Regions from separate parts of the Mus musculus genome. Here all the other regions are linked to region 1. A link is a contact called in public promoter capture Hi-C data. All regions are on one chromosome and are shown on one strand. The core of a region is the stretch at or near the end of the contact, and the rest is flanking DNA. Distances in the headings are between cores, read along the strand shown.

Region 1 (3,469 bases), core at 418-2,917:
GCAAGTCTTCATACAGAGTGCAATTTGAAACTTAAAATAATAATGTTGTTCTTCAAGTACTAGATAAGAAAATGTATCTTAAAGTACTGGATAAGAAAATATGTAAGATTAAGGTGTGCTAGTTTAGCCTGGCGGGCCAGTACACGCCTTTAATTCCTGCATGCTGTAGGCAGAGGCAGGTGGATCTTTGTGAGCTCAAGGACAACATGGTCTTCAGAGAGCTCCAGAACAGGGCCTTTGTGAGACTCTGTCTAAGGAGGGGTGGTGATAGGGATGCTAGATGCAGCACTCTATATCATACCAGGCTGGCTTTCCAGTGCTGGTATTAAAGTTGTGGACAAAACCTGGCTTTGATCCCACGACCAAAGATGACAACATCAATTGGCAATGTCTAAAGGTTGGGCAGGCCTGAAATCTTCTAAACTGTTTCCCCACCAAAGCACACATCTCCCATCTCTAACAAGGAAATGCACAGCATCTACAGGAGGTAGGGTCCATACACATCTATCCAAATGTTCCTCCCCAGCCTGGAATAAATTTATCATCACGATTTCTTGCCTTCTTTTCATCCAACCCACTACAAATGATTCTTCTTTCAAAACAATTTTCTTAAACACAGAGGATGAGCTGGACATGTTTTAAATCACTAAGAAAATCTTACCCAGTAAATAGTAGCTAAAATTAAAAAGGAAAGGCCGGGCGTGGTGGCGCACGCCTTTAATCCCAGCACTTGGGAGGCAGAGGCAGGCGGATTTCTGAGTTCGAGGCCAGCCTGGTCTACAAAGTGAGTTCCAGGACAGCCAGAGCTACACAGAGAAACCCTGTCTCAAAAAAAAAAAAAAAAAAAAAAAAAAAAATAAGGAAGACAAGTCTACCTGTCAGCTACAATTGTCTACATGTCTAATTTCTAGGTTGGCTACAGAGGTTCAGTAAACCATGGCAGGGATCAATTCTTTTGTATAGTTATACGTACAGTTATATAGACAGCTACAGACATCAGACCTCGTTTCTAAAACTTCTAGACCAGCCCAAGGATAAAAGGGGGCAAGAGAAGAAAAGCTAATTTCCTCGTTAACAGAGTGGCTCAGTCTCAGTCTACAATTAAGGACCAGTAAGCCCAGGGTCACTTCCCTCTCAAGTGACCTGAAAGCGGAAACACAAAGCCAGGTCAATGTCACTCCAGGGACTGCGGGGTCTTTTTACAACTCAGCATCCTGGGCTCAGCGTCTGACCACAGGGAACCCGATTTATAGGACGGGCTGGACTCTGCTAGAGCCGCCACCCGCAGGGCTGCTCGCAGCACCGCGTCCCAGCAAATCCCGGGGACCTGCGTCCCCAGAGCTTGGCGACCCAACCTACCCTGAGTGCGAAGCCCAAAGCCCGGGAGGACCCGCCAGCCCAATCCCTCCCAGCCGCCGCACCCGACTGTGTCGCCCTCCCTTCCCGGCTTCGCCCTTCTCTCACAGCGCTCGGGCGGGCCCATCCGGGCGGCGGCCCGCAGCTCACTCAGATCCGTGGCAGAATTCAGGCGGATGACATCCGTACACTTTGCTTGCCAGAGGCGGAGGCTGAAGCGAACCGGTCTCCAGAGGCCAGGGTGACTGGCGACAGCGATCTGACAGCGAAGGTACCCGCTTCCTCTCCGCCACGCCACCCAATCACAGCGCTCTGCCGTCACTTCCGCCTAGAAGGTAAGGGAAACGCCGGGCGGAAGAAACTTCCAATCGGACCGGAAGTGGCGGGTCTCGTAGGCAGCGCTGTCTGCTGGAGCCTCGTGGAGAGTGAGGTGAGTGTTGCTGGCTCTTTAGGGATCGCGGGGCGCGGTTCCCCGCACAGTGGTGTTCACGGTGAGCCGACGCGGCGAGGGACTCCGCGCTAAGGGCACTAGGGAGGCCGGGGAGAAGCCCTTTGCCGCGGCCGTCTGCATCGCAGAACCCAGAGGCCGCGCGCTGCCCCCGGGCCGGAGTGCGAGGCTGCTGGAACTGCCCGATTTCCTTGGATTATTTCGGGGATGATGTGCAATAGAAACTTAGGTGCGGGGGATAGTTTGAGAGTGACCAGGTCGCAGGAAGGAAAACAAGCGAAGTTATTTGAGAAATAAGCTTTAAAGCCCTCGGGTAGGTACAGTGCATGTGAAAACGATAAACAAGCGTGTTACTATGACTTGAAGCGAAAATCGTGGACGTGGAAGTGCTAGATAGAAAACCAGTGCAGCAGCTCGTTGAAGACAAACTGGAGATGAAAGTGCAGGGAAGAGAAAACTGGGTAGAAAAGGCAGACACATGAACACACATGCATAAAAGCTGAGATCGGTTGGTCTGAGCTTTTGGATAGAGGAACTGCAGCAGCCCCATAAGCTCTGCGAGCTTATTATATACAGTTGAAAATGAAGAGGGGATTATTGCTTACAACTGAACAAGGAGACAGGGTGATTGTATAGAGATAATATCTAATTGCAATAGGGACAGTCTGTGGGGAGCAGTCTTCAGTCAGTACACATGGTGGTGTGGTGGGAGGGAAGAAGGCTATGGTGAACATTTTCTGGAACACTGTAAACATCCCACTTGAACCAAAGGACCATGATGCCTCTCCTATTGGTCTGGGGCATTGAAGTCCTTGACATGGCTACATTCATGTCAGCAGGACCCATTCACTCTGGGCTTCCTCTGATCTACACACAGGGTCTCTTCGAATCCCAGGAATCTCTCTCTCTGCCTTCCCTGTGCTGGGGTCATAGACCTGCATTTTTCTGTGCCTGGCCTTATGTGTGGGTGCGGGTACTACAGCAGGTACTTTACCATCTGTGCCAAGTTACATGCTTTTGATCATGTAAAAAAAAAAGGTTCCTGTTTGTTAGCTGTGCAGAGTCATTGTATTGCAAAAACTGAATTTTGTTTATTTACACAGATTGCCTTCCCGGTGTCATCAGACAGCCCAGCATGGGGCTTACTAAACAGTATCTGCGCTATGTGGCTAGTGCTGTCTTTGGCTTGATTGGCAGCCAAAAAGGTAACATTGTTTTTGTGACACTCCGTGGTGAGAAAGGACGCTATGTGGCAGTACCCGCCTGTGAACACGTTTTTATCTGGGACTTAAGGAAAGGCGAGAAGGTAAGTCAGAAATAAGAAATGGACACCGTTAAATGACACCGACTCTTGGAAGGGTGAAGTGGGAGAGCCTTGACTGACCTGCCTGCACTCATTTGTGTGTGAGTCCCCCAAGAGATCACTTCCCTTTTATTTTTCTAGACGGCTAGCACCAGATTCTGTTGTGTTCTGAAAGTCACAGCCAAGCAGGAGTTTGCTTAAATGGGTGTGTTCGTTTTCATGGGTTATTATTCTTAGCCATTATTAACTTCTACTTTTGTCGACCGGTTCTGCTTTTCATGTTCTGCTTGTTCTCACAGCCAGCTGTAAAGCAGTAGAATTTCAAAGGACTGTCATTCTGCTGTGTTGTGCAGTCCTTCTCT
Region 2 (3,469 bases), core at 590-3,089, 2.9 Mb before region 1:
AAATTTATTACATTTATTACTTTGGGGAAGGGGCAATGTGTTGGGACACATTTTGTGGTCAGAGGACAATCTACATAGCTGGCTAAGTCCTTCTACATGGCCTGGGGATTGAACTCAGGTCTTCAGATTTGGCAAGAAGTGCCCTCATTTCCCAAAGCATCTCGCAAGCCCTGTAATATGAGGAATTTTTAACTTTGTTTTGTTTTGCTTTTTTACAGAGTCACACTATCCCAGGCTGGCCTCAAACTCATTACATAGTAAGGAGTGACCTGGAGTTTCTGAGTCCCTTCTTGCACCTCTCTTATGCTGAGTGGGATGGGACCACCACCATACCCAGTTATGAAGTACTGGGATTGAACCCAGGATTCTTTGCACGTTGGTGACAAACATGCCCTAATTTTAAATTTTAAATAAGAAAAGGAAAGAAATTGCCTACTGTTCTCAATCAAAAACACTGATATTTCTGCATCTAAAAAAAGTCAATTGCCACATTTAACAGACTAACAAGAGGCCTTGAGACACAATTACTACAGTTGCTGGTTTCTGTCTTTGAAAATACTCCAGATCACTCTTACGTATCCCTAGTAGAAACCTCATGGTTACAGACTGCTATTCCTTTTTAAATTTCCCATCTCTCCCTAAAATACACACACACACACACACACACACACACACACACACACACACACAAGTAGAGAACACAAATGTCTATAATAAAAACTGTACAAATGCCACAGCCACACATTAACTTTGTTTTAGAGAACTCAGATCTTTTTATAAGCAGCCCCTGAATTTGCAAAATAAAAGTCTTGTTTTGAGGCAGTACTCTCAGCTCACTTTATGAAATACCTTCAGCTAATCTAAGGCAAAGTAACAGATTTTCTGATTGGTACAAGCTTCATGGTAAATGATTGCACTACGGTATACAGATAGCATGCTATTTTAGAAAATGTCATGACTCAGTTAAGAATAGCTCTGCTCTTCAAACAATGGTGATTATGTGGAAATGACGCTTAGATAACTTATTTACATAGTAAACAGAAGTTAGAACTTTCTCTAACAATACAGGCGAATCAGTAGTAGCTTTGGGATAAAGGTTTACCAGGGTGCCTACTGTACTAGGCACTTAGTAGTTTTACAAACTACACATGCTCCGGGGTGCATGTGTGTGTGTATCAAACAACAATGCCTGACATTTGTAGAACACTGTCATTCCTCTCAGAACATGAGAACCCATGAGCGTCCCAGTTTTGCACTCCGGGGACACACACCTCTTAGAGTTAACCCTGACGGAGGTGTGACGGTTTGTTTGCGGCTCTGAGCTCCAGAGCGAAGCCTTTTGACTCACAATCTAATCATCATCTTCTCTCCTGGTTACTCCACAGTCCTACTCCAGTCCCACTGTAGGAATTTTATCTTAAAAAACTACTTGACGACTTCCTCTATCGTGCCTGCCCCGTAGTTCCGAAGCAAAGCGCGCGAACACACGCTTTACCGCTTGTCTGAAGTGCTCCGTCCGGGCACGTCCAAGTTCAAGACCGCCTGATAGGCGCGTTTCCTCGCGGCGGCGAGCGCCTGGGCTCCCCGGCCCTGCACCCCCGACCGCGCCCGCGGCTCGCAGGCTGACACCCGCCTTCCCCTGGCCCGAGGTACCCAGCTCTCGGCTGACCACGAACACACGGGACGCCATGGGGCGACGCCAACAGCTGAGCGGCAGAGGCCCCATGGCCCCACTCCCTCGCTGCATCCCGTCGCCTACCTGCCTGGGCCGCGACGCCGCCTCGCGCAGGGATCCCAGACTCGCGTCGGTGGCCTCTGGGATCCAGCGCCCACATCTTCGTCCCGCCCCCACAGGTTCCGCAGTCCCCGCCCTCCAGGCTAAGACACGCCCTCTTTTGCCTGGGCACGCCCCCGAGCTCACCCAGTAAGGCTCTGTCCTTCCAGGGCTCTCCTCAAGGCTCGGAACCCACGCCAGGCGGTCTCTCCGCCCCCAGCGCTGGGGTACCAGTGTGCGCTGCACCGCGCTGGTTCCACGGTGCAGCCCCTGCCCAGGCCTGGAGCCAAAGCTCTATCTCCGGATCTACGGTCTGTGCGACTACACGAGACAGACCTTTACAGCAAGGCAGAGCCTAGTAGAACCAGAGGAGCCAAACAGCAACTTCTTTAAGAAAACCCCAAAGCAGCTCAGGGAGCAAACATTCATCGGGAATGCCAGCTAGTAAAGAGATGCCAATAACGCACCTGGCCCCGGGTTTGGAATCACAAGCCGGATGCCTTTGGTGCCTAGTCCGGGTGCCGACTGGGTTGCCACACCCACTTGAGACTCACGCTTAAATTCTCCCTACCACACGATCTTGCTCAGGTATGCACATGGCTCTGTGCCTGCTGCAAGAATAGCCCAGTTTCACTCTGCGAGACTGGGATGAGTGGAACCTATTTCCCAGCACGATCTAACTGCCCCACCTCACCGCGCCCCGCCCCACTCCACCCCACCCACTCCATCCGACCTTGTGTCTGGTAACCAAACTTCCCTGGCTTGTTCACACAGAGGTACCAAAATAGAAGACTGCCACAGAGAGGTGTTTAATTACACATCGCGGATGACTGTCACCAGCCAACTCAACCAAGACTTGGAAAAAAAAAAAAAAGTCCCAATCCCTTGTGAAGCTATGAGGTGGGGACATGAGGTGGGGACAGTAAAAGGATTACTTTCTACCTGAGGGAGAAGTATTGACAATTCCTTTAAAATACTCCAGTGAGGAAATAAATGTAAATATGGTTTGGAATACATTGCAAACTCCATTGATCCCTTACCTAATGTGTATGTCTTTAAATGTAGACATGTGTGTTCTTTATTATTTTTCAAACTTCTTATCCTCCTACCCCTGCTTCTGGGGTGCAAGCATAGTCCTGAGCCAACACAAGTGGCATTTAATCTAGTCTGTTTGGAAAGTATCACAGATAGTTGTACAAGGTGAAATTCGGGACTAAAACAGCGTTTTTAAGATTTACATTTTGAAGTTTGCATCCACGAAGATTCTTTAGCAGGATGAAGATTTGAATTCCAAGATGAACGTTAATTAACATGCATGTGTTCTACTGCCCTCTCATGGGTAGGATGGAGCTACACCTAATGGTGAGAGGTGTCCTTTAAGTCTGAAGATAATACATAGTAATTTGTATTATTTTAGTGACTAGGAAGCCAACATGAAATAAAATCAGGTCCTTGATAAATATTCCCCGAAAAGCAATTTGAACTTCAAGAATGGGGAAGAGGAGTCTTACCCCACAGCTAGTATGAGCACGTCCCAAGGGGCACACCTAAGCTCACGGCTACCTGTGCAGAAAGTGAAAACACTCAGGAATTTGCTCGAATTTCATTGTGATAAGTCTTGAGGGATGTGCTCTCCACACATCTCACAACCTCAGGGGTGAAAAACTTGAAAGTAGAATGAAATCTTTCTTATAC
Region 3 (3,469 bases), core at 293-2,792, 2.6 Mb before region 1:
GTTCTCTTAGCTGTAGTAGCAGCTTTGGGAACAGCATCTATCTAGTAGTTGTTTGATGGTGATTCTGAAACATGCCCGTGGGTTCAGATTACCTGGATGCCTTCTAGAATAGCTTGCTGGGCTCCTCCCCAACACTGTCTGATTCAGCGAGCCGGGCTGAGTGAAAATATATGTTTCTGAAAATTCCCCAGGGAGCCCTGATGCTGTTGACCCAGGAGCCACATTCTGAGGACAGCTGGGTGACTGAACCTCCCACAGGATGAAGATGGAGGAGGCAGCCTTTGAGTCCTGTCTCTGCCACTCAACAGCTGTGGGACCTATCTGATCCCCCACGTCTTCGTCTATGAAGATGGGGATGCCCTGCTTGCACATGCGCACTGTCCCTAACCCACTGCAAAGGTTTGATAAGTCTGGAGAAGCTGGCACAAAATAAGCACTAAACCCAGCCTGAGAGACTTCCCTCCCTGGCTCACACAAAGTATGTTGTAAGCAGTGAGAGTAACGGGTGTCACTGCAACATGGCACCTATAATTAACAGCCTTCGAAATTAAGCCAGACTTATAAACAAACAAACAAACAAACAAACAAACAAACAATACAGCACAAGGGCGCTCAGAAAGTCTTCTTCCTGGAGTGTGATGGGTGTAAAAGCCAAGTTGTACAAAGTCTATATGTATTTTTAAAATACAGGGGATGTCCCCAGGTACTGCCTCCAGACTGTCCATTGCTAGCCAGTGTTGGTCATGGCCACGCAGTCTCTGAAGAGCTTAGAGTTGCTGGAGTCACCCAGGCTTCAGGGCTGATGGGTTGGTAGTCACAAGTGAGGCCCATCGTTCAATAATTTATTACTTATCGTCCATCCAGCCTCCTCAGAGCAGATGGGACAACCATCGCGGCCAGTCCAGTGGTTTCAAAGCATCCCAAAGCATCTCTGCTCCTGCAGTTACCCACATCCCCTGAAGCGAGACTCGTGTCTTCCCTCAGGGTCTATCTGAGCAGCTACACTGGCTGGCATTCTGTTACTGGAAGGCCAATAGGGACTGTGCAGAATGGGCCTCTGACCGTTTTCCAGGGCTCGGGAGAGAGTATTCCAGGGATGGTACACCTCTAACTATGCCCTGCTAACACAGTAGACTGGGGCCATGGCACTCTCTCTGGCTGTCTCTATGCATCTCTACCCAGGGAATGCTGCCAGGTCTACACCACCCTGCAAAGTTGAATGAGATCATTTCAAGAGTACTGGTTGTACGCAGGGACCCTAGGGGGATGTTGCTGCTCTTCCAAAATCCCTCCATTTTCCAACCCCTCGTAAAAGAGCACCCACCACTGCCCACCCAGAAGACCCCCCCCCCCGCCAATGCCCAAGAAAAGGACGATCTTCCCCACTCTTTCAATTTTCTCTACTGTCCGTTATTTTCCCAACAAACCACCAGAGCCAGGCGGCGTGTCCGCACACTCTTGGTTGGGGCGCCACCCCAGGCAGCCCTACGGTAGGGATTTCCCTCCCAGAGCCTTGGCCCGGCCGCCGGGTTCCCCAGAGAAGGCAGCGCGAGAAGTGGGTGTGTGTACACAGCAGGATGCAGGGAGCACGGGCCGCCAGGCCCCCAGCCCTCGGAATATTGGGGCCCGCTAGATCCCCGCACCTGGCGCCACCCGCCGGGCGATGCCGCCGAAGATGATGGCTTCTTTCGGGGGAGCATCGCACCGTGTCTCCTCTTCTCATCACCTCTGGTAGCTCAAGCTTCTCTATGTCCTATCCCCCTCCATATGTCCCCTCCCTCTTTGTCTGCTTAGCGCCTCTGAACATCCTGCCCTCTCCTATGGCCCAACTCTATTGCGGTCACCTCCCCGGGGACCCTGGCCCCCTAACCGGCCCGCCGGTTCGGGTCTCACCCAGAACAGCAGGTTGAAGCCGAGCAGCAGATACTTGATGCACCGCAGGCCCCCGCGAAAACGCCCCATGCTGCGACCCCGGCGGCGGGCTCCCGATTCCCCAGGCCCGCGCCGAGCCCCGGGAGCGGCGGGCGCCGGTGGAGGGGCGGGGCGGGTTGGGAGGGGCGTGACCTGTGGGCGTGGTCTGCGGGCGGGGATTTGGTCGCGAGCGGCCAGCTGGCTGTGGCTGGGGCGCCCTGGGGTGGAGATCCCGGTCCCACGCACCCGCTCCGGCCCTTGGAGGTAGCACCACCTTCGTCCACGCTGGTGGGCTTGGGCTCCTGTAGCTATCCGAGCATATGTGCGCCCACCCGGAACGCGGGGTCCATTTAATCAGTGCCGGGTGCCCAGACTCCCTTGAGGCCCTCGATGATGGTTGAAGTTATCCTGCGTGTCTATGGAAACCTAGGGAGGTGACTTCAGATGGTAAAGCTAATAGGATCGGTGAAGCCGGTAGAGACTCTGTGGTGAGGCGCCAGGCAGAGTGTCCAGGGCTGCAGTTAAGCAGAGTCCTGCAAGCGCCCAGGCCGCGGGCGGAGGCCGCTGCTGGGGACCCTCCCTCCTGCCGCTGCGTTCCTAGAGGACTGTTACCTTAATAGGCAAGAACTGGGAGTAGGCGCGCCAGGCGGAGGCCCTGGGCCCTGACACTGCTTCCCACCCTGCCCAGTCCAGCCCACCAGATCAGGGAAAGGGAGTCAGACCTCTCACTCACATCCTGCTAGGTTTGATAGATCGGGGGCCTTGAAAGAAGTCCAGATTCTTAGGGTCTAGACTGAGATGTGTAGATCAGGGAAAGGGAGCGAGTTCTGTTTTGCTTTGTTTTTATTAAGCTAGGCGACTGGTGAAGAATCGGGCATTCACTTCAGTTGACTAAGTGTCTACAATATGTGGTGTCAGACGGCACGGGGGAGACAGGAAAGTGTAAAATCAGGGAGCTTGTGCATTAATTTAGCAACACTCTAAGTGCCAATTATAGGCCAGGCATAGTAGCAAGCCCTGGGGACACCAGAAGAATGCCAGGCTTGCTATCACATCTTTACTGGAGGGCACAGATCTGTAAGCAAATTTTTGGAACAAGGTGAGGTGGGTGGGCTAGGAGCTGGGCAAGAGACTGCTTCTGCCTTGACTAAGGAAGGCTTTTCAAGAAGACTGGACCTGATCCTAATTTGTAAAATAGGTGTCAGTAGCTGGGCAGTGGTTGTTCACGCCTTTAATCCCAGCTCTTGGGAGGCAGAGGCAGGCAGATTTCTGAGTTTGAGGCCAGCCTGGTCTACAGAGTGAGTTCCAGGATAGCCAGGGCTATACAGAGAAACCCTGTCTCAAAAAACCAAAACCAAACAAACAAAAAGGTGCCAGTAGAGAGAGCAGGGGGTCAGGGGAGGAAGCAGAGGAAGTACAACCTAGCCTGGGAGCAGGAGTCAGAGAGATGGCCAAGGTGAGGGGAGTCAGGAGCTCACCAGAACAAATCACAGAGGGCAGGCACTTGACTAATGTGACACATTACCCCATTATCTTGGGGCCTCTCTTTCCCATCTCA
Region 4 (3,469 bases), core at 547-3,046, 2.6 Mb after region 1:
TCAGGAGTTTGAGGAAGCCTTGCCACCGACAAGCTAGCCTACAGGGTCAGTCCAGCCCCACTATGCAACGCCCATGGCTTTGGTCGGCATCAATCACTTTCTTTCCAATTTTAATTTTATTCCTAGATGGAGGGGAAGAAAGCGGTTATAAGTGAGTGGAAAGCACTTCAGGAGAACCGGAGTGCCTCCAGCTACAGCTTTAGCACTGTCTGCCTGGACTGTTAACTGAATTCTATTTCCCCAGTACAGGGGAAATCTGGCACACGAGGCACACGATGGCAGTGTTGGTTAAATAACAGCTGATACTCAAAACCAACCCTTGGTAAGCATTTCTAGTGACTTGGGGACTCAAGAGTACGGTCAGAAGTGCTGCCAGAGTTTTGATTTGGGGGGACTCTCAACAAACCAGGTCCAGCCATTTGCCCCTCCCCCCCCAATCAAATGGAAAAACGACTAGTGAAAAAAGGACTGTATTCAATACAGCTCTATTGGAAAACGGGGGCAAGTTTGTTCAGTTCCACTGGTAAGGGACAGATAACACACTATGTTCTTGTAAGAGCCCACTAGTAGTTCATATTATAAACAAGAAACTTCAAGTACCCACTGAGAACTGTTTTTTTTTTTTTTTTTTTGAGTTAATCTTTAACCTCAACGTAATTGATCACAGAGGGGTGCGATGACCTTGGTGTATCTGACACCTCCACTCTTGATCTGGTTGTACCTCAGGTCTGGTTCTGTGTGTTCCTGGAGAAGTCTGTATAACGGGATAATTGATCACAGAGGGGTGCGATGACCTTGGTGTATCTGACATCTCCCCTCTTGATCTGGTTGTACCTCAGTTCTGGTTCTGTGTGTTCCTGGAGAAGTCTGTATAACGGGATGGGTAAAGTCCCTTAGTCATTAGAGGACTACTTCTGCATAGTGGGGCCAGCCTTGGTCCTTCTTAGGACAACGTGGCCATTAGTTATTTGTTATTTGTTTTTGTTTTTATCACACATAGATGTTCTGTTTGAATGGCTACTCTTGGAATCTTGAGGGGATGGGGGGGGGGGAAGTTCTCTCGCACTTTATTTTTAAGAAAAGGTTTACTGCACCTTAGGCTGGTTTCAAACTTGTGTAGCTGAGGCTGACCGTGAGCTCCGGTCCTCCTGCCGACAGCTCCCTAGGGCTAGGATTACAGGTGCTCACCCTCATGCCCCACCCGAGGGCTTGGTACATTCGAGGCAAGCATTCTGCTAACTGAGCTTTGATCTTTATTATTTATTGACACCTTCCTGCTTTGCAGCCCAGGCTAGACTGAACTCACAAATTCTCCTGCCTCAGCCTCCCCAATGCTGAGATTACAGGAATGTACCACCAGGGTCTTTTCTTTGAATGTATCTTGTCACTACACATTTTAAGAGATAAAGTTAATCTTATTTTGGTGTTTTTAGTCATACATGAAGAAAAAGGTTAGATAATATAAGACGTATCTACCTTGTAGTACTAGTTTTTAGGCATGTGCATCGTAACTGAAAACATGGAAAGCTGCTCAGGAATCGGACCCAAAGTTTAAAGAAGACAGATAAGAAATTAAGGGGGGGTGGGGAGCTTGCCAAGTTTTGAGCTTGCTGTTAGCTACCCAAGCAACCCAAGTTAGGAGTCAGAGCTTTTAGCAAAGGCAGCCTCTAGGTCCTAGTCGCAGACGCACACTTAGACCAGAGTCTTCCGCACCTGCGTGCTAAGGAAGCGTGGGAAGGCGCGCGAGCTGCGCCCTCTGGCGGCGGTGCGTTGTACTCCGCACGCGCGGGAGCGAAGGCGCGGGGCCTCTCGGGATGGCGAGCGGCTTGCCGCGCTTCCTGCAGGCGCTGCCGGCCGAACACGGGCCGGAGCCGCTTCGGACGCGGGTGCAGGAACCGGACTTACAGCAGTGGGGCTTGACTGGTGAGCGGGCCGGGGACGCCCGGGGGCGGGCGGGAGCCGGGAAGGCGCGCGGCAGCGCTGGCCTACGCGGGGACAGCGGGGGAGCCAGCAGCTTCCCGGCCGCTCTCGCTCCTCCCAGTCTGCGTTTCCCTGCCGACTGGGCATGCGCACTCACTTGTTGCGGCTCCCTAATGAACTCTCAAAGTTGCGCTGCCCAGCAAAGTTTGTCCTGTCCTGTGCCTCTTGTGCTTTCGTATTAAGCCCACTTGCCATTACGAGTCCCAAGTGAGGGGATCCCACATGTGTGGACCCCAGGTGTGTAGGCTCCAGATGTGTAGACCTCAGTTTGTAGGTTCCAGATTTAGAGACCGCCGGCCTGCAGACCCCAGTGGACCTGGAGCATCCTCATCCTGCGGCGTTCTCTCTATTCCACATCCCAAGACTCCTTTCCTTATGTGTCTGCTGGGAATGTAGTGCTGGTGTAACGGAAAGTCATAATGACTCACCAGTTGTCACCTCGTGGTCGTTATTTGTTGCTGTCGAGAGAGTACTGTGGGGTATGGGGAGCAGATAAACAAAATAAATAGCGGCCCTAGGACCCAGTTTCTTTACTAGCGGATACGTGCTTTTGAAAGCATAAGGAAGCGCTTGACTTACACGTGCCAAGTACCACCAAAAGGTGAGGGTTTGGAAAGGCAACAAAATGTGCCTTTCTGCCAGGCGGTGGCGCACCCTTTAACCCAGCGCTTGGAAGGCAGTGGCAGGTGGATCTCTGAGTTCAAGGTCAGCCTGCTCTACACAGCTAGTTCCATGATAGCCAGGGCTATGTAATAGAGAGACTCGTTCTTTAAAAAAAAAAAAAAAGTTCCGTTAGCTTAGAGGAGGGGCAGATGACGATGAGGGCGAAGTGAAAGACAAGCAGTTCATATTAATATTTTCCATTTATATTCAACTTTAAAATTTTTATTTTTGAGATTATAGTTACACCTCCTCTTTACTTCTTTACACTCTCATAAACCCTCCCATTCTCTCCTTCAAATCCATGTTCCCTCCCCCCACTTAATCGTTATCCTATGCTTATACCTATGTACATAAATACTCCTAGATATACTAGTTCAGTGTGTTTAGTGTCACTTGTATGTACGTTTCAGGGCTGACTGGTTGGCACTGGACAGCCAGTTGGTGTGCTCCTCCCTAGAGAAGACCCCTTTTATTGCTCTTAGCTTTTCTTAGTTGCCTGTAGTTCTTTGTGTAGGATTGAGGCCTCAATGGCTCCTCTCTGTTCATTTTGGCATGCTCACTGGTACTATCTGCATGTGTGGGCAGTCATGTTGGTGACAGTGTAAACAAAGCGTCTGGTGTTACTTGGAGACACAATTTGACAACAAAGTTTTTGACCTTGCTTTCTGTCCCCTCTTCCACAATACCTTAGGTGTGGATCTATCCATTGGGACTGAGTTCTACACTCTGCATTCTAATTGGTTGTGGTCCTCTCTATTGCTCTCCATCTCTGTCAAAGGAAAGTTTCCTTGATGAGGGGAGAGGACTGCGCTTATTTGTGGGTATA
Region 5 (3,469 bases), core at 344-2,843, 2.5 Mb after region 1:
AATTTGACCTTCTCTTCTCCAGGGGAGGAAAAGTTTAAAGCAAACAGGGCAATCTTATTTTTATATTCTGTTCAAAGACTAGGATTGTCAGGGTTACCTTAAGTGAGAAGAAAATTTGTGTGTGTGTGTGTGTGTGTGTGTGTGTGTGTACATGGTCTCTCTCCCTCTCTTCTTGTCTCTGTCTCCCTGTCCCTGTCCTGTCTCTCTCCTCCTCCCGCCCCGATTTCTGTGTGTGTCTGCAGTACACGTAGAGGCTAAAGGTCAATGTTGGGTGTTCCCCTTAAACTGCTCCCCACCATATGTATTTGAGATAGGACATTTTAGTGAACTTGGAGCTAGAAGACTGGTTTGCAGGGTAGCCGGAAAGTCTCAGGACTGCTCTGCAACTGTCCCCACAGTTGGGATTACAAAGCCATGTTGCTTCACTAGGATTCTCCCTTCCCTTCCCTTCCCTTTCTTCCTTTCCTCCCTCCATCTCTCCCTCCCTCCCTTTCTCCTTGTGAGTGCTAAGGAGGGAACTCAGAGCTTCCTGCTCCTGCAGCAAATACTTAGTATTTTCTAGAAAAGCCATCTCCCCAGCCCCAGGATTTTAAAAGAAGATGTATCTATTTTTATTTTCTATGTGTAAGTGTTTTGCCTGCATGCATGTTTATGTGCTATGTTCACACCTGGTGTCTGAAGTTAGAAGCGGGTGTTGGGCCCCCTGGAGCTGGGCTCACAGTGCTGGTGAGCCATCCTGTGGGTGCTGGAAACTGAACTCAGGTCCTCTGAAAGAGTAAGTGGTCTACCTGCCGCGTCATCTCTCCAGCTCCACTCCAGGAATTGCTTATAATAGAAAAGAAGATTGAAGGCATGGCAAACAGACACTTGGTTCAATCTATATTTCAGGAGCCAGGGACATACAGGGAACTCCTAATGTTTGCTATTCCACTTCACGGATTGTTTCCCGTTTTTTTTGTTTTTTTTTTTTGTTTTTTTGTTTTTTTTTTGAATAGCAGCGAAACACACAAGCAAACAAAACCCCTGGTCTGGTTTTCGTGGCAACAGAAACGGGAAATAAGTGACATTTGCATTTCACTTTGCAGGCAGCCTACAGAGAGGAGCCTTAAATCTGACCACTGCCAAGGTGGAATTCGCAGCCCATTTGGTAGTAGGTAGGGTGTTGCAAGTCCTTCAAGTCTTAGGGGCTCAGAAGATTTACCTGGAATCTCCACAGTCCTCCGATGTCACCAGACCTTTCAAAGCAGACAGGTTCCAAGCCCTCTTCCAGGCAGCACTTGATGCAGGTGAGCCCGCTAGCTCCTGCTCCAATTACAGCAATCCTTTTTTTGGCCATGGTCACCAGAGTGCTTCTCTGGTTGGGTCTGCGTCACTTGTCCTAAAGAAAGAAAGACATGAGAGAGTGAACACACATCAGGCCACAGAAAAGATCTGGGCCCAGACACACAAACAAATGTAACAAGAGGTGTGTGGGGACCGTGGCGCGGGGAGGTACCAGCTCAGGGCGCTGCTACACTAGTTCGGAGCTAAGCAGGGCTGTAACTCAGGGCAGAGCAGCCGCGCCTCATATAAACACAGCAGAGGCCAATAGGGAGGGGCTGTACCGTCCCACCTCCTATCCCGCCCACCCAAGGGCGTGCACCCTTCTTCCGTAAACGCAAAGGAAACAGCTCAAAAATGCTTGGGGAAGAAAACAATGATATTATATATGTTTTAATCTACGGCTTCTCAGCAGCACCCGCATAGGGAGAGCGACCCTCCAGGCTCCATCCCTTCCCACTTTTCTTTCAGTGTTTGTTCACTTTCAACTTCCTGTTTTTGTTTCAAATTGATAAGGGCCGGCTAAACTCAGCCCTTCAGAAGCAACCCTGGCTCCGCATTAAGAAGAAAGTTCACTTCCCAGAGTCCCTTCAAGCAGGTGCTCTGTCCTGGCTCCTCTCCGCTCTTCAGAGACCAGATCTTTGAGCCCACTACCTCAGTAGGAATTTGATATTGCAGTGTGCTCAGCTGACGGGGTGGGGGTGGGGGTGGGAGGTGGGGAGAGAGGGTTGGGGGGCAGTTAAATGTAACTTAAAATTTTTCAAATGTAAAATCGGGTAAAACTGTCAGATAGCTATAGCATTCATGCACCACAGCAGTATGTAAATGTACATTTGCAGAAGGCATGAATTGTGTCTGAAGCCTTATCGGCCTTGCATAACACTACTCCGGTGTACTGACTTTGCTCAACACGGTTTGGTTGCGACCAACGCAGATCCTTGGCTCTGAAGGTTCAGGGTTCAGTATCTCCCTTCCAGCCTAATGGTCAACATGAGGGTTTACTGTATATAGTTCAAATGACATAAAGGAAATCAATTATGTAACCCTCTGAGCCAACCCAGGAAGCAAGCATGACTATGATCACCTCCAGCGTGCAGTTGGAAAACTCGGAGCAAGGCAGGGAGGCCAGCCATGCAACCCCAGCAGGCTGGCTCCAGCAAGGGCTCCCCATCACACACAACTCTCTCCTGAGGGATTTTGCAACAAGCCCTTCTCCCATTCCCTCACTTCTCTGTTGTTCTTTTTTTCTTAACACCAGCTGTTACCTGTTAGTTGAACTGCTTTTTAACTAAGCAGTTGTTTATTAAATAACTGCTTAAAATAATTCATTGACTTGGAGAATCCTTTGCTGTCTCAGAAAGACTCCTGCCAAGTACGGTGTCTACATGAATGGAAACACAGCAAACAGGAAGAGTGGGAACCTATGACACTCTACCACATCGTGGGTGCATGGAGCCTCCAAGTCCATATGGGATTGAACTGCCTATAATCAGTTTGGGTCTGCCCTGCACTGAATTCTCTCTGGAGATGCTCTCACAGACATTCCCAAAGTTGTGCCCACCAATCTCCTAGGTGATTCTACAGTCTGCCAAGCTGACAATGAAGATTAACCTTAGTAACTGTGTCCACAATGTCTATAACTGTCACAGTAAGAGCATTATCACATTGTAATCTTAAAGAAGACTGATTTTTATCTTAGGAGTATGAGTCTTTTGCCTGTATGTGTGTCTTAACAGCATGCACCTTCAGAGGCCAGGAGACTATGCCTGATCTCCTGGAGCTGGAGTTCAGATGGTTCTCTTTGTATTTCTATTTGTATAGTTGCCGTTGGGTTACCAGCAACCTGAACCCAGGTCTTCTGCAGGAGCAGCCAGTGTTCTTGACGTCTGAGTCATCTCTCTGGATCCTATTATGTTTTCTTATTTCCTAATTTTATTTTGCTAAGTCTGCATTTTGCTTACGTACATTCAATAACTATCTCTCTTAGGAGGCCACGTCTTGTAATTTGACCAACTTGAGTCTTGGCTGAAGGATAGCAGTGGAAGCCAGCTGCCCCACGTGTAAACTGATTGTGATATGACCCGGACTTACCATTGGGAAACTTATTTGCTACAATCGTAAAGTTTGTAACAGTCGTGAGTAATTCAGG
Region 6 (3,469 bases), core at 564-3,063, 2.5 Mb after region 1:
CAGCCTGGCTCTTATTCAGGACACCAATTACTGCAGTCACAGTTTGACTGTACCCAAATCCTGAGTCATCAATGTAGGAATGAGCAAAAATACACGGCCTGCCTGTCATCCTAGATAAGCTTTGGAGAAGGAAATCTAGGCTGAGTCCAGGGCCCAAATGAGGAGGAATCCTAGAGGAGAGGAAACAGGGAAGAGGGAACCCCAAGAAATGGCCGGTTCAATGACGCACTTTTCTAACGGCGTTCTCAATCTCGATCGGAGAAAATAAGGTGTGTAATTCAAATTTCATGTGCCATCAAAGTGGCAAATAAAACTCTGTTATCCTAAGCCTCAGTTCACTGGGAAGTGATAAATGTCCACCACCCCACCCCATCCCCAAGGGCCGGGTTTTCTTTTTCACTCCAGAAAGTCTACCGGGAGAAATTACATGTATTTAATGCTGACATTTCTAAGTGATTAGGAACATTAGGGTAGCAATCACACTGCTGTCAGCTCCATCTGGCTCTTCTTTTGAGTGACCAAAAGTGGCCTCTGGCTCCAAGTCTATGGAATTGAGAGCTAAGGCTTCAGGTCAGTAGAGGGTGGTTTTGAGCCCCGGGCAACGTTTTGAAGTACTTCTGAGGAGTGAAGTAAAGTGACTTGCTCTCCTGTGCAAAGCTCACAGCTACATTTTAAAACGGCACGTTTCAAAAAAAGATCTGAGCCATTAACCAAATGATGTCCTATATGGATCCCCAAGACTAGGGGAAAGTATTCAAGTAATCAACTGATGGCAGCTCAGAGCCATACAAAGGTGGACGAGGATCGAAGAGGTGATGCAGAACACGTAAGAGAGAGCAAGAAGGAGACCTACACAGAGACATTTTCAGGGAGAAGTCATCTAGCTATCTTGAGGCCAATGTGAGAAACTGAGCCCTTTTCAATAGCTCAGACAACGCACCCTCCGAAGTTTCCACCCGCGCTCACAACCTATACATCCTGCAAGCTCTGGAAGAGGGCAACCTGCACGTAGATCCAAGGATGGGGCTGGCAGGGGATGGGTTTTTGGTACTCGTCCTAAAAGGTTGGCCCACAGATTACTCTGAGCAGCAGGAAAACAACTCCGCGCCCCTATCCTAATTTGAGGTAGTATCTAGGAGGAATTAGCACCCAGCATCTCTATCCGCGGAATAGCCTTCTAGTTAAAAAGCCCATAACCCTTGAGAATGAGGAGGAAGAACCAAGAAGGGCGGAGCTGCCGGCAGCCCCGCTACCTCACCTTGGAGTCGGGCAGGCTGAAGACGCTGGGGTCGTCCGTGCTCCCCACCATGATCTTGTGCTCCTTTCCCGGGCCATGGCCGCCGCCCTCAGCTCGAGCAGCTTTGGCTCCGTGGCGCTCCCCGGACACCCGCTCGCTGGTAGTGTTTCCCATGGCTGCAGCTCGAGTCGGGGGCAACCTGCCGCGGGGAATGACACCAGGCGGGGAACACCCCCGCGGCTGCGTCAGGGGCGCCCCGGCCCCGCCCCTGCGCCCGGGAAGGGAATCCCCGCCGCAGGGGACCGCGCCCGGGGTCCCCTCCCTTACCCGCTTCACGGACGCCTCGGCTCGGAGAACCGGCTCCGGGAGCCCTCGCTGCCCCACAGCCCCGGTCCCGCACACCCCCCACGCCGCTCACCTCGGGCGATGCGCTCCGGGCTCGCGTGGCTACACGCACGCCGGCTGTTCGGCGTACAAGGAGACCAATAAAGTTATTGAAATTGAAGCCGCGCCCCAAACCAGCGAACCGGGTTTCCTCCTAAAATGGCTACAAGGCCCGCGACGAGGTACCGCCTCTGCCTCTGGCCCCGCCCACCGAGCCTCTTGTTCCGCCCCCTGCGCTCCAGCCCCGCCCCCTCCTCAGCCTGGGTCGCCTGCCTCTCTAGCCACCAGCACCGCCTCTGTGGTGGGTGCGTGCGCAGCTCCGGCTTGGGGCGGGGCCGAGGGTGGGGTCCGGGTCGGGATTAGGGCTGTGAACTGTCCGCCCAGGGCTTGATAGTGGGGCGTCTTGTCTTCCTAAGCAGTTTGTCTATCCATGGGGCACGCGGTTATTAGAAAAGCCGAATCCGAGGCCTCCCCGTGCCCTAGGTACAGAATTAGAATCTGCACTTTTAACAGGATCACCTCAAACGACTGGACAGCGGTGCATAGTGGATCCACATTTTCATATTCCGCGTACGCCTCTACCAAGCAACCTTTTTAGTTGTCCCAGGAGGCATGAAATAAAAAGTAGGACAGAGAATTGACTAGACACGTGATGGCAGTTACTGCAGAAGACTTACTTCTATGTGATGCCCAAACTCATCAAAGCGGTGTTTTCTGTTACTGTGATTAGCTGTGTGGATTAATGCAAACAGCTAATGAGTGAGAGCACAGGTAGGCTGGGAATATACTATTGGACTAGCGTTTTGAAACCAGTCGGCTGGAAGTGAAGATAAAATAGGCTGATGGAGGGCCCAGTGGGGTCAAAGAACTCTGGACACAGGAGAGACTGAGTGAGCTGAGACAGTGAGAGGTGTCCTGTGAGAGTAGCGTGTCTGCCACTGAGGTTTCAGTGGTCTTGCAGTCATTAGCACTGGCAGAATCTTAGACAAGTGTGTAGATCGGTGAGATGAGGCCGACCATAAAGCCATTAGAAGTCATAAACCCTGATGAGATGGTTCAGTGGTTAAGAGCCCTTACTGTTCTTTTAGAGGACCCGGGTTTGGTCCCAGCACCTACAAGGTGGCTCATAATCATCTGTTCCAGGCGCTACAACACCTTCAGGTGCACATACAAACATGTAGGCAAAACACTCAAACATAGATTAACATTTTAAACAATGAAAGTAATTACTCAAAAGGAACAGTGAGGTAGCAAAGAGAGTTGGAGGTCTACCTTAACATTGATTTCCTTCCTCTTTACTGAAGCACTGACTCTAACCTTAGGATGTTGTCTGTCTCCACAGAGATGCATTTCTTAGCCTCCCTAATAGATAGATAGGGGGAAATGGTAAGTAGAATTTCTCCGTTTCTCTTTCTTTGTGTATAGGGTGTCCATAGAATGGCCAGAGCTCCAGCAGCCACTTCAGATCACGAGGTAGTTAAAAGCAGTGGAATAAAAAAAGGGAACTGAGCCGGGCATGGTGGCACATCTTTAATCCCAGGACTTGAGAGGCAGAGGCAGGCAGATCTCTGTGAGTTCAAGGTCAGCCTGCTCTACAGAACCAGTTTCAGGACAGCCAGAACTACATAGTGAGACCCTGTCTCACCCATCTCCCCCACAAAAAGAAAAGAATGGAAAAGGAACCATGCAGCTATGGAATCATCTCATAAATGATATATTTTAGACTTTTTATATGAAGGGGAAAGAAATATCAGTCTTGTTAGACCACTGTTGACTATCACTTTTCTATTAAATATAGCTGAACCTCATCCTACTTAATTAATCCATTGGATTGATGGAGTACTAATT

What was found. Promoter capture Hi-C pulls out the DNA fragments that hold promoters and counts their contacts. Capture Hi-C pulls out chosen DNA fragments and counts their contacts.
Region 2: a contact with region 1 is called in a promoter capture Hi-C map of liver, with 5 times the contacts expected there. The contact joins the promoter of Dennd2c here to the promoter of Gdap2 in region 1. A contact is called at or near these places in 3 of 39 promoter capture datasets (hippocampal neurons, liver and pre-B cells).
Region 3: a contact with region 1 is called in a promoter capture Hi-C map of pre-B cells, with 2.9 times the contacts expected there. The contact joins the promoter of Tspan2os here to the promoter of Gdap2 in region 1. A contact is called at or near these places in 3 of 39 promoter capture datasets (cranial neural crest, hippocampal neurons and pre-B cells) and 2 of 9 other capture datasets (adipose tissue and liver).
Region 4: a contact with region 1 is called in a promoter capture Hi-C map of liver, with 4 times the contacts expected there. The contact joins the promoter of Chd1l here to the promoter of Gdap2 in region 1. A contact is called at or near these places in 1 of 39 promoter capture datasets (pre-B cells), 1 of 115 datasets of contacts at active chromatin or transcription factors (thymic regulatory T cells) and 1 of 9 other capture datasets (liver).
Region 5: a contact with region 1 is called in a promoter capture Hi-C map of neutrophils, with 3 times the contacts expected there. The contact joins the promoter of Fmo5 here to the promoter of Gdap2 in region 1. A contact is called at or near these places in 1 of 39 promoter capture datasets (neutrophils) and 1 of 115 datasets of contacts at active chromatin or transcription factors (thymic regulatory T cells).
Region 6: a promoter capture Hi-C map of pre-B cells shows a contact between it and region 1, with 9 times the contacts expected there. The contact joins the promoter of Prkab2 here to the promoter of Gdap2 in region 1. A contact is called at or near these places in 7 of 39 promoter capture datasets (the 3T3-L1 cell line, the C10 cell line, hippocampal neurons and 3 more), 2 of 115 datasets of contacts at active chromatin or transcription factors (bone marrow-derived dendritic cells and double positive thymocytes) and 2 of 9 other capture datasets (adipose tissue and liver).

Annotation. Positions count from the first base shown.
Region 1 is chr3:100,160,661-100,164,129 of GRCm38.p6, reverse strand. Gdap2 (ganglioside-induced differentiation-associated-protein 2) reads right to left here and starts at 1,667. Exons shown (of 14, transcript NM_010269.3): 1 at 1,465-1,667. It overlaps Wdr3 (WD repeat domain 3), which reads left to right and starts at 1,723. Exons shown (of 27, transcript NM_175552.5): 1 at 1,723-1,786; 2 at 2,908-3,110. The coding sequence starts at 2,940.
Region 2 is chr3:103,101,029-103,104,497 of GRCm38.p6, reverse strand. It overlaps Dennd2c (DENN/MADD domain containing 2C), which reads right to left and starts at 1,839. Exons shown (of 19, transcript NM_001384113.1): 1 at 1,760-1,839.
Region 3 is chr3:102,733,490-102,736,958 of GRCm38.p6, reverse strand. It overlaps Tspan2os (tetraspanin 2, opposite strand), which reads left to right and starts at 1,542. Exons shown (of 4, transcript NR_040588.1): 1 at 1,542-1,731. Tspan2 (tetraspanin 2) reads right to left here and starts at 2,189. Exons shown (of 8, transcript NM_027533.3): 1 at 1,894-2,189. The coding sequence starts at 1,962.
Region 4 is chr3:97,608,517-97,611,985 of GRCm38.p6, reverse strand. Chd1l (chromodomain helicase DNA binding protein 1-like) reads left to right here and starts at 1,796. Exons shown (of 23, transcript NM_026539.2): 1 at 1,796-1,923. The coding sequence starts at 1,815. It also overlaps a transcript of Fmo5 not described here.
Region 5 is chr3:97,626,928-97,630,396 of GRCm38.p6, reverse strand. Fmo5 (flavin containing monooxygenase 5) reads right to left here and starts at 1,593. Exons shown (of 9, transcript NM_001161763.1): 1 at 1,496-1,593; 2 at 1,202-1,378. The coding sequence starts at 1,336.
Region 6 is chr3:97,656,556-97,660,024 of GRCm38.p6, reverse strand. Prkab2 (protein kinase, AMP-activated, beta 2 non-catalytic subunit) reads right to left here and starts at 1,813. Exons shown (of 8, transcript NM_182997.2): 1 at 1,656-1,813; 2 at 1,259-1,436. The coding sequence starts at 1,411.